2 separate regions of the Zea mays genome follow, and region 1 is linked to region 2. Evidence: chromatin contacts called from public Hi-C data. All regions are on one chromosome and are shown on one strand. Each heading gives the region's core, a stretch centred on a gene start, on an enhancer-like site or on the middle of the called end of the contact. The rest is flanking DNA. Distances are from core to core; before and after follow the strand shown. Region 1 holds the start of LOC100272859. Region 2 holds the start of LOC542393 (phosphoenolpyruvate carboxylase 4).

What was found. Hi-C and Micro-C count contacts between places; a contact is called where the count stands out from the background.
Region 1: a contact with region 2 is called in a Hi-C map of endosperm, with 2.4 times the contacts expected there. The contact joins the promoter of LOC100272859 here to the promoter of LOC542393 in region 2. A contact is called at or near these places in 8 of 25 Hi-C or Micro-C datasets (bundle sheath, ear, endosperm and 3 more) and 1 of 3 datasets of contacts at active chromatin or transcription factors (leaf).

What each region holds. Positions count from the first base shown.
Region 1 is chr7:91,018,465-91,021,861 of Zm-B73-REFERENCE-NAM-5.0, forward strand. LOC100272859 reads right to left here and starts at 1,304. Exons shown (of 8, transcript NM_001147312.2): 1 at 860-1,304; 2 at 296-430; 3 at 1-160. The coding sequence starts at 1,246.
Region 2 is chr7:90,709,187-90,713,029 of Zm-B73-REFERENCE-NAM-5.0, forward strand. It overlaps LOC542393 (phosphoenolpyruvate carboxylase 4), which reads right to left and starts at 1,636. Exons shown (of 10, transcript NM_001111968.1): 1 at 1,363-1,636; 2 at 1-181. The coding sequence starts at 1,536. It overlaps LOC109940864, which reads right to left and starts at 3,535. Exons shown (of 1, transcript XM_020541201.2): 1 at 1,709-3,535. The coding sequence starts at 3,264. The coding sequence ends at 1,999.

The DNA.
Region 1 (3,397 bases), core at 54-2,553, 310 kb after region 2:
GACCAACAATTGCAGCATCAGCGCATGAACTGAACTTGTTTACATTCCAAATCTGAAAGGGTATTCGTCCAAAAGTTTCCTCATCCTCAGCATCTTGCTCTTCAAACTTATCTTTCCACAGGCGTGATTTTACATCTTGAAATGCTTTTTTAAGAACGTTCTGTGAGCAACCAAGAATTCAGTTCTTATCCTTGAACATGCACAGAAAGCCTGATCATCACTGGCGTCTGAGCACAAATTCTCTGTTTCTTATATAGAGATAATAGAGACTAGAGAGTGATGGTTTCACACAAACCTGAAGGTCAGCACCATCAAAGCGCGCGATAACACCAGGAAACACTACAGAAAGTTCATCTGAGCCTGAATCTTCCCAAGCGTTCTCCTTCCTCTCACGAAAGTTGAGTTTCAGTATCTTTGCAGGATATATACTCTGAAATAACAATTCAAGGACTGCACTATTACCATTTACCATGAAGGCATGAAGTAACAAAAACAAATATGCATATTTGCTAACGCTTAGAGATAGACAGCATAGTCCATAAAAGTAGAAGGCATCTAAGCAGAACATCTTCTATTTAAAACAACCACCTTATACTGAAACTACATTCGGACTGTACTGCTAGAACTCACACATTTGAAGATTATATTTGGAACTTACGTGATCCTACTAAAAGTATTTTGTCATGTGAACAAGTTTTTGAGCTTTTCTCACTCGAGCATGATATAGCAAAACCGGGCAAAAAACAGCCTGATATTCTTAAAAATTATGAGAATTATGACAAATAGCACCAATAATGAGAAATAATTCTCAGAACGCTGTATCTACGGAGATCCAGATGGATAGGATCTTACGAACGACCTGCTTGTGCAATAGATCGCCTGCGAGCGAGTAGAACAGTAGCCACCCAGCGTCCGTGCCGATCACCACGGACACCCCCTCCTCCCCCTCTGCATCGTCCTCCCCGGCGAACGGGACCCACTCAACGGCGGAGATTCGGCCCTCGTCGGGCCCCAGCGCAGGCTCCACCGTGACCCCGCCGCCTCCACCTCCCGCCACCGCGACGATCACGAGCACGGAGTGCGCCGCGCTGGCCACGGCGAGAGATCGCGCGCGGGGCCCGAGCGAGGGGAGGATGGCGGGGTCGTCCAACCACCCCTCCCTCTCGCCGGCGCCTGCGGCTGCGAGGTCCGCCGAAGCAGAGGCGAGGAGGGCCACCTCCGCCAGGTGGTGGCCCCGTGGCGCCATAGAGATGGACGGAGGCGAGCCGAGATCCCGCCCAAGCTTCAGAAAATTAAGAAGGTTGTGGAGCGGAGATGCGCGCGATTCGACGAGGAAGGCAAGACGACATACGCGTGTGGGTTTTTACACACACACCCTTGGCTGAATATCGGGTTTGCGGTTAAAGCCTTATTTGGATGCGAAGTCTCGAAGTATTGGAAACGGATGTGGAATTGGAAACGAGTAAAATACGTTTCTGGTCGTGTATCTTAGGGGATGTTTAGTTAGTGATTAAAATTAATTGAGACATTTAAAAAACCTAACTAATTTTTTTATAAATTAGTTAATAGTTAGGTAGCTATTTGTTAGTTAGCTAATTTTACTAATAATTTTTAGCCAACAAACTATTAGTTATAGTGCATTCAAACACTCTCTTAGACTATAAACTTTTAAAGTATTGTGTTTTAAAAGTTCTATTTATTGTTAGGGTCTTTCGTAGATCTAAATGGATTGTGGTTTAACCATACATCCTAGAAATAGATCCTATATGTCATGTGGATCTCGATGTTTTTTTAGAAAACCGTTCACCCTACTGAAATTTCTCGGCGACAACATCTTCCTGACCTCCTGAGCATCACCTTGAGCCGCCTGGACCCGGGGCCAGCCATGATGGCCCCGTGTCCTACAGGTTGGAGCACTCGTCGGCAGCAACAGGGTTCGGGTCGTTGCTGTCACTGCAGTAGCTATGCAACTTGCCCACCAGGCACCAGGTGCAGGCATGGAGCAGGAGCTGGAGCAGCGAGCGTGGGTGCGCAAGCGAAAGGATCGGTGCTGAAGCTTCTTCAATCACTTTCGTTGCTTGCTGCTTGGTCATTAGACCTGCGGTCTCGGCTTTGTACCAGGGGCGGACTCAGCATAAAACGGGAGTGAGGGTACAATTGTGAGGATGAGTACCAAAATAATAAAGCGAGTACATCCAAGTTAGGTTAAACAGGAGATCTAATGGTGAAAATTGTACTCTACTATTTACGGGATAAAGACGAGCGCACTCCAACCAACGTAGGTCTGCCCTGCTTCGTACAATCATATCCACAGTAGCCCGTGGACTCGCCATGGACGCCCTCCAGCACCGTACCACCTCCGTCGTCATGTCGTGTACCATCCATCGTCCTCTCGTAGCCTAGGTCTCCTGAGTTCCTCCCCGCCGCCTGCAGCACCACGGCCCTTGAACTTGTGTGCCTCGACATCGTCGAGGCAGAGGCACATGACGTGGCGAGCGACTATCTGGTCGCCCATGGCCACCGCCGTCTCCTAGTCCAGGTAGCTCTGTCGTAGCGGGCGCCCTCGGTGCGGTGCCATACATCGAGAGTCTCCTAGTCCAGGTAGCTCTGTCGTAGCGGGCGCCCTCGGTGCGGTGCCATACATCGAGAACGCCGCAAAGGCCATCGCCAGTAAAGATGGCAACGAGTAAATTACCCGCAGATACCAGCTTGTATTGCTTGCGCTCGCAAGCCAAAATTCGCGCCCGCGCCCGCACCCTTCACGGGTAAAATACAATACTCTTCCTCTATCCGCGGGTAAAGCATGCCCACGGGCATGCCCGTTTACTCGTTAGTTTTATAATAATACGTATATCAAATCACAAACATATACATGGGCACAAACATATACATGTCACACTCGCGCACAGGAACGACTAGATCTGGATCTGGCCGCGCTCACGCACAGGGGTGTCGCACTTGCGCACAGGAGCTGGAGGCGCCGCGCGCTTGAGCCGAGGAGGCCATGCGAGCGAGAGGCGCCGCACACTCATGCACAAGAGCTGAAGGCATCGTGTCGCGTGATTGAGTCGGGGATCCTCGTGTTCGCTCACAGGATTTGGAGGTGGTGAATTGGCAGGATCTAGGCGCGCACAGGAGCGACGGTGGATGGGATCTGGTGGAGGCGTGGAGCTTCCTCTCAGCTCTTGGGAAGAAGACATGGAGAGACTCTAGTAGTGGGGGGAAGGTGGAGTGGACTGTTGTCGCTAGGAGACACAACAACACAGGGTGACGACTGGCGCAGGTGAGGTGAAGCTGGGTGGGTGTAGGATCTAGGACACCGGGTAGAGGGGGTGAATAGACGGTTTTGACTAAAATAAAATACACTAGAGAAATTTAATCAAATCAACAAGAGATA
Region 2 (3,843 bases), core at 386-2,885:
TCCTGTAGGCTATCTGGACTTCCTCAGCCAAGTTGGCCAAGTTAAGCATGTGCGAGAAAGACTTAGCAATCACGATAGAGTCCCCAGGATCCAAGCTTGTTATCATCTTCCCGAGTTCATCAAGCTTTTGCAAGTCATGTTTTGTTTCATACTCAGCAGCTACCTCATAGCATTCTTGAACCTAATCAGCAAGAGGACTCAATTAATGACCATACATGATTAACAAAGAGAGAAAGAAGATAGGTCTGTGTCTGTTTCTGGATTTTTTACTACCAGTGACCGTACTCAATCCACATATCAATCCCAAATAAATTTACATATGCTATAGTATTGCTGCCAACTGGCCATGTCAAATAAATTTAATACGGTAAGTCACACTTACTGAACAATACAAGAACTTAGCCTTATTAGCCCACTTGAACGGAGGCTTTATTTTGATCCAAGATTTTTCATAGTTTGCCTATTAGCTGACTGTCATACGTTCTAGGTGTCCATGTTCTGTCACGGAAGGTGTTAGAAAGATAACAGGGGTTCACGTGCTACAGGGGTTAACATGATATGCCAGTTCTAGAAGAAGCTCTGAAATCAGCTGTAAAGTTTAAGTTGCTGGAGCCTGGGGATAAAGTCTGCCCAGTGCCCACTATGTGTTGCCATCGAAAAGGAAAATGAAAAGTCAAGCAGTCAAAGGATGTCGTGGAATCTGCAGGTTTCATTGTTTCAATCAATCAATCGGTCCAAAGTCAGTTAATGGACCAGGAATATATATAACAACTAAAGATCCACACTTGTTACAAATGGATTTTCCACAAATAAAGCCATGTTTCTACCGATATGATTGAGATTAAAAATTCGAACCTATCCGACCAATCAATCAAAAGATCTGTGATGGTCAGTCTCCTTTACCACTGAAAAAAGAAACCAATCTTTGAGCAATAACGAAAAAAAAACAAGGAACACTAGGAACGTGAATCCAGCACCTAGTCATCCACTATGTTTTTTATATTCTAAAAGAATACTATTCTTGTCCACACCAAATTAAGCAGGAAATCAACCGCCTTGTATTTAAACCTGAGGTGTGGACTCTGAAAAGAAAACAAAGAAGACCTTAATTTCATGCCTTCTTTTTGACTAAATATTGATACTTGTTCACTGTTTTTTTTTCTCAGGAAAAAAGAACGAAAAGTAAAATATATATATGAAATACAAAATAAAGGTAAAATAACAGGTACAGGACACATGACTGAACTAGATTACTTGGATCCAACCCAAGATTAAAGCTGCACCGCAAGCCCGAGCCAATAAAACAAAACACAATAGTATAGGAACCAGTGGGGACACGTAAGTTGCAGGAAGAATAGGTACCATTTCCTTGAGGTCGTCGCCATGGAGGTCCTGAAGGATGTCGAGGAACCGATCGAGGAGGAGAGCGTCGTACTCGATGAGCTTATCGTCCTCCGAAACCTTCCCCGGCACCAGCATCCGCAGCTGCGCGTCGATCGACGACAGACGCTCCATCTTCGCCCCTAAGGCAGCCATGTCGGCCCCCTAGTCCCCAATGCTAAGCGCCGCGGCAGTGGATTCGGTTCAAGAGCTGAAAGCAAAAACCAAGCAGGAAGGAGAGGAGCCAGGAGAGGGCAGAGTAGTACTTTAGTAGGAGGAGCGGATTCTGGCGGCCACTTTATAGACGGAGGAAGGATGGAAAGCATTAGGCTGAGTCCAGTGCACAGCCTCCCTCTCGCCACTGCCACGTCAGCTCTCGCCTCCACTCTCGCCTCTGCTGCTCCAGTGCACAGGCTGCAGCAGGCTACAGCCTCAGGCTATAGCCACATCAGCTTTTCTATTTCAGAATTAAGTAATTCACGCGGATTTATTTCAACGCTCAGAAAACACACAACATAATATTTTTATTGAATTAAAAATTACAAATTGCGTAATAATTAAAATAAAATTACATGACGATTTAAAAATACATAATAATTAATAGAAAATTACATAAATCTAATGATTATTATGTCCCCATACATGTTCAACCAAATCATTTAGTAGTTGTGTATACATCGATGTGTCCGTCATCTCGTTGTCCATTTGAATCCTAGCTGCTAGGCTCGGGGTTGCATTGTAGTAGATCGACGGGCCGACTGTAGAATCAACTGTCTCATATGTCTCGTCTAAATCGGCATCACGCTCGTCATCGATGATCATATTGTGCAAAATGACACATGCACGCATGATCAAACCAAGAGTACGTTGAGAGTAAGAACGTCCAGGAACTGCTATAATGTTGAACCGAGATTTCAACACTCCAAAAGCGCACTCAACATCTTTGCGCCATGCTGCTTGAGCATTTGTGAATAACTGATGTTTCTCACTTTGTGGAAGCGGAATACCCTTGATGAACACCGGCCAGGAAGGGTAGATGCCGTCGGCAAGATAGTATCCCATATTGTGTTCATGTCCATTAACCATGAAGTTCACTATGGGTGCTTGACCTTGAAGGACATCCTTGAATAATGGCGACTGATTCAGTACGTTAATGTCATTGTTGGACCCGGCCACCCCAAAAAAAGCATGCCAGATCCACCGATCATACGATGCAACAGCTTCTAAGATGATGGTGGGATGTTTGATATCCCCCCTTGTGAATTGACCGGCATGGGCGACCGGACAATTCCTCCACTGCCAATGCATACAATCGATACTTCCTAGCATGCCTGGAAAGCCACGCTCTTCTGCTTTTGCTAGTAGACGCTGAATATCCGCGACATTTGGTCGACGACAGAACTCCTCCTCATAACAATGAATGATACCCTCACAAAACTTCTCTAGACACTCTAATGCAGTTGATCTAGCTAGCTTTAAGTACTCATCTATCGAATCTGCAGCGGATCCATAGGCTAACAAGCGCAGAGCTGCGGTGCACTTTTGTAGGGGAGAGAGCCCGAGTCGACCCAGAGCATCTTCTCTTTGGGTGAAATACGGAGAGTATTCACCTAATCTAAGCATAATACTCAAAAAAAGTTGTCGCCTCATGCGATACCTACGCCGAAAGTAATTTGGAGGATACACACAGTCATCGGCGAAGTAGTCTTGATGAAGCCGATCATGGGCAGACTCACGATCACGATTGATGTAGCGTCGACGACGCTTGGGCCTGCTCGACGACTCTTCATTGAGGTTGAGCATAGCCTCCTCCATGGCTGCTTGCAATGCATTGCACATTCCCCCTTCGGCTCCTTCACTTGAGTTTGTGCTCGAGGAAGACATGACGTGAAGATGAGTAGAAAAGGCGAGTTTGGAAGAGAGAAATGAGATGAAATGGTGTGTGAAATGAGCTCCACCCGGGTAGGGATATATATAGAGGGATTGGGGATGAAATTTGTAATTTTTTGCAATTTTTTTCGAATTTTTTGGACTCCAAACGGTCAAAAACGGCTAGTTGCAACGGCTAGCACACGTGGACCAATCAGATCGCGACACGTGGACCAGTCAGATCGCGCCACGTCGCTCTCGCCCGCGCTATCGCCCCGCGCTCTCGCCCCGCCAGTGCCTCGCCTCCCTCTCGCCTCCCTCTCGCCCGCCTCTCGCCCGGGCGGGCGCTCCAGCGCGGGCGAGAGCGAGGCGATATCGCCCGCTCTCGCCGGGCGCCAGCGCCATCGCCCGGCGCCGGCCTCTCGCCCGCCTATCGCCCGCGCGCGGGCGGCAGCGGCCTCTTCTCGCCCGCGCTGCCGCCCGCACTGGCACCAGCCTTAGCATTTTAGTTGCAGGCAGGTCCAAGCGAATGTACGGGATGCACATTATTTTATTTCATATTTATATTAATTTTATTATTATCGGATTAATTCC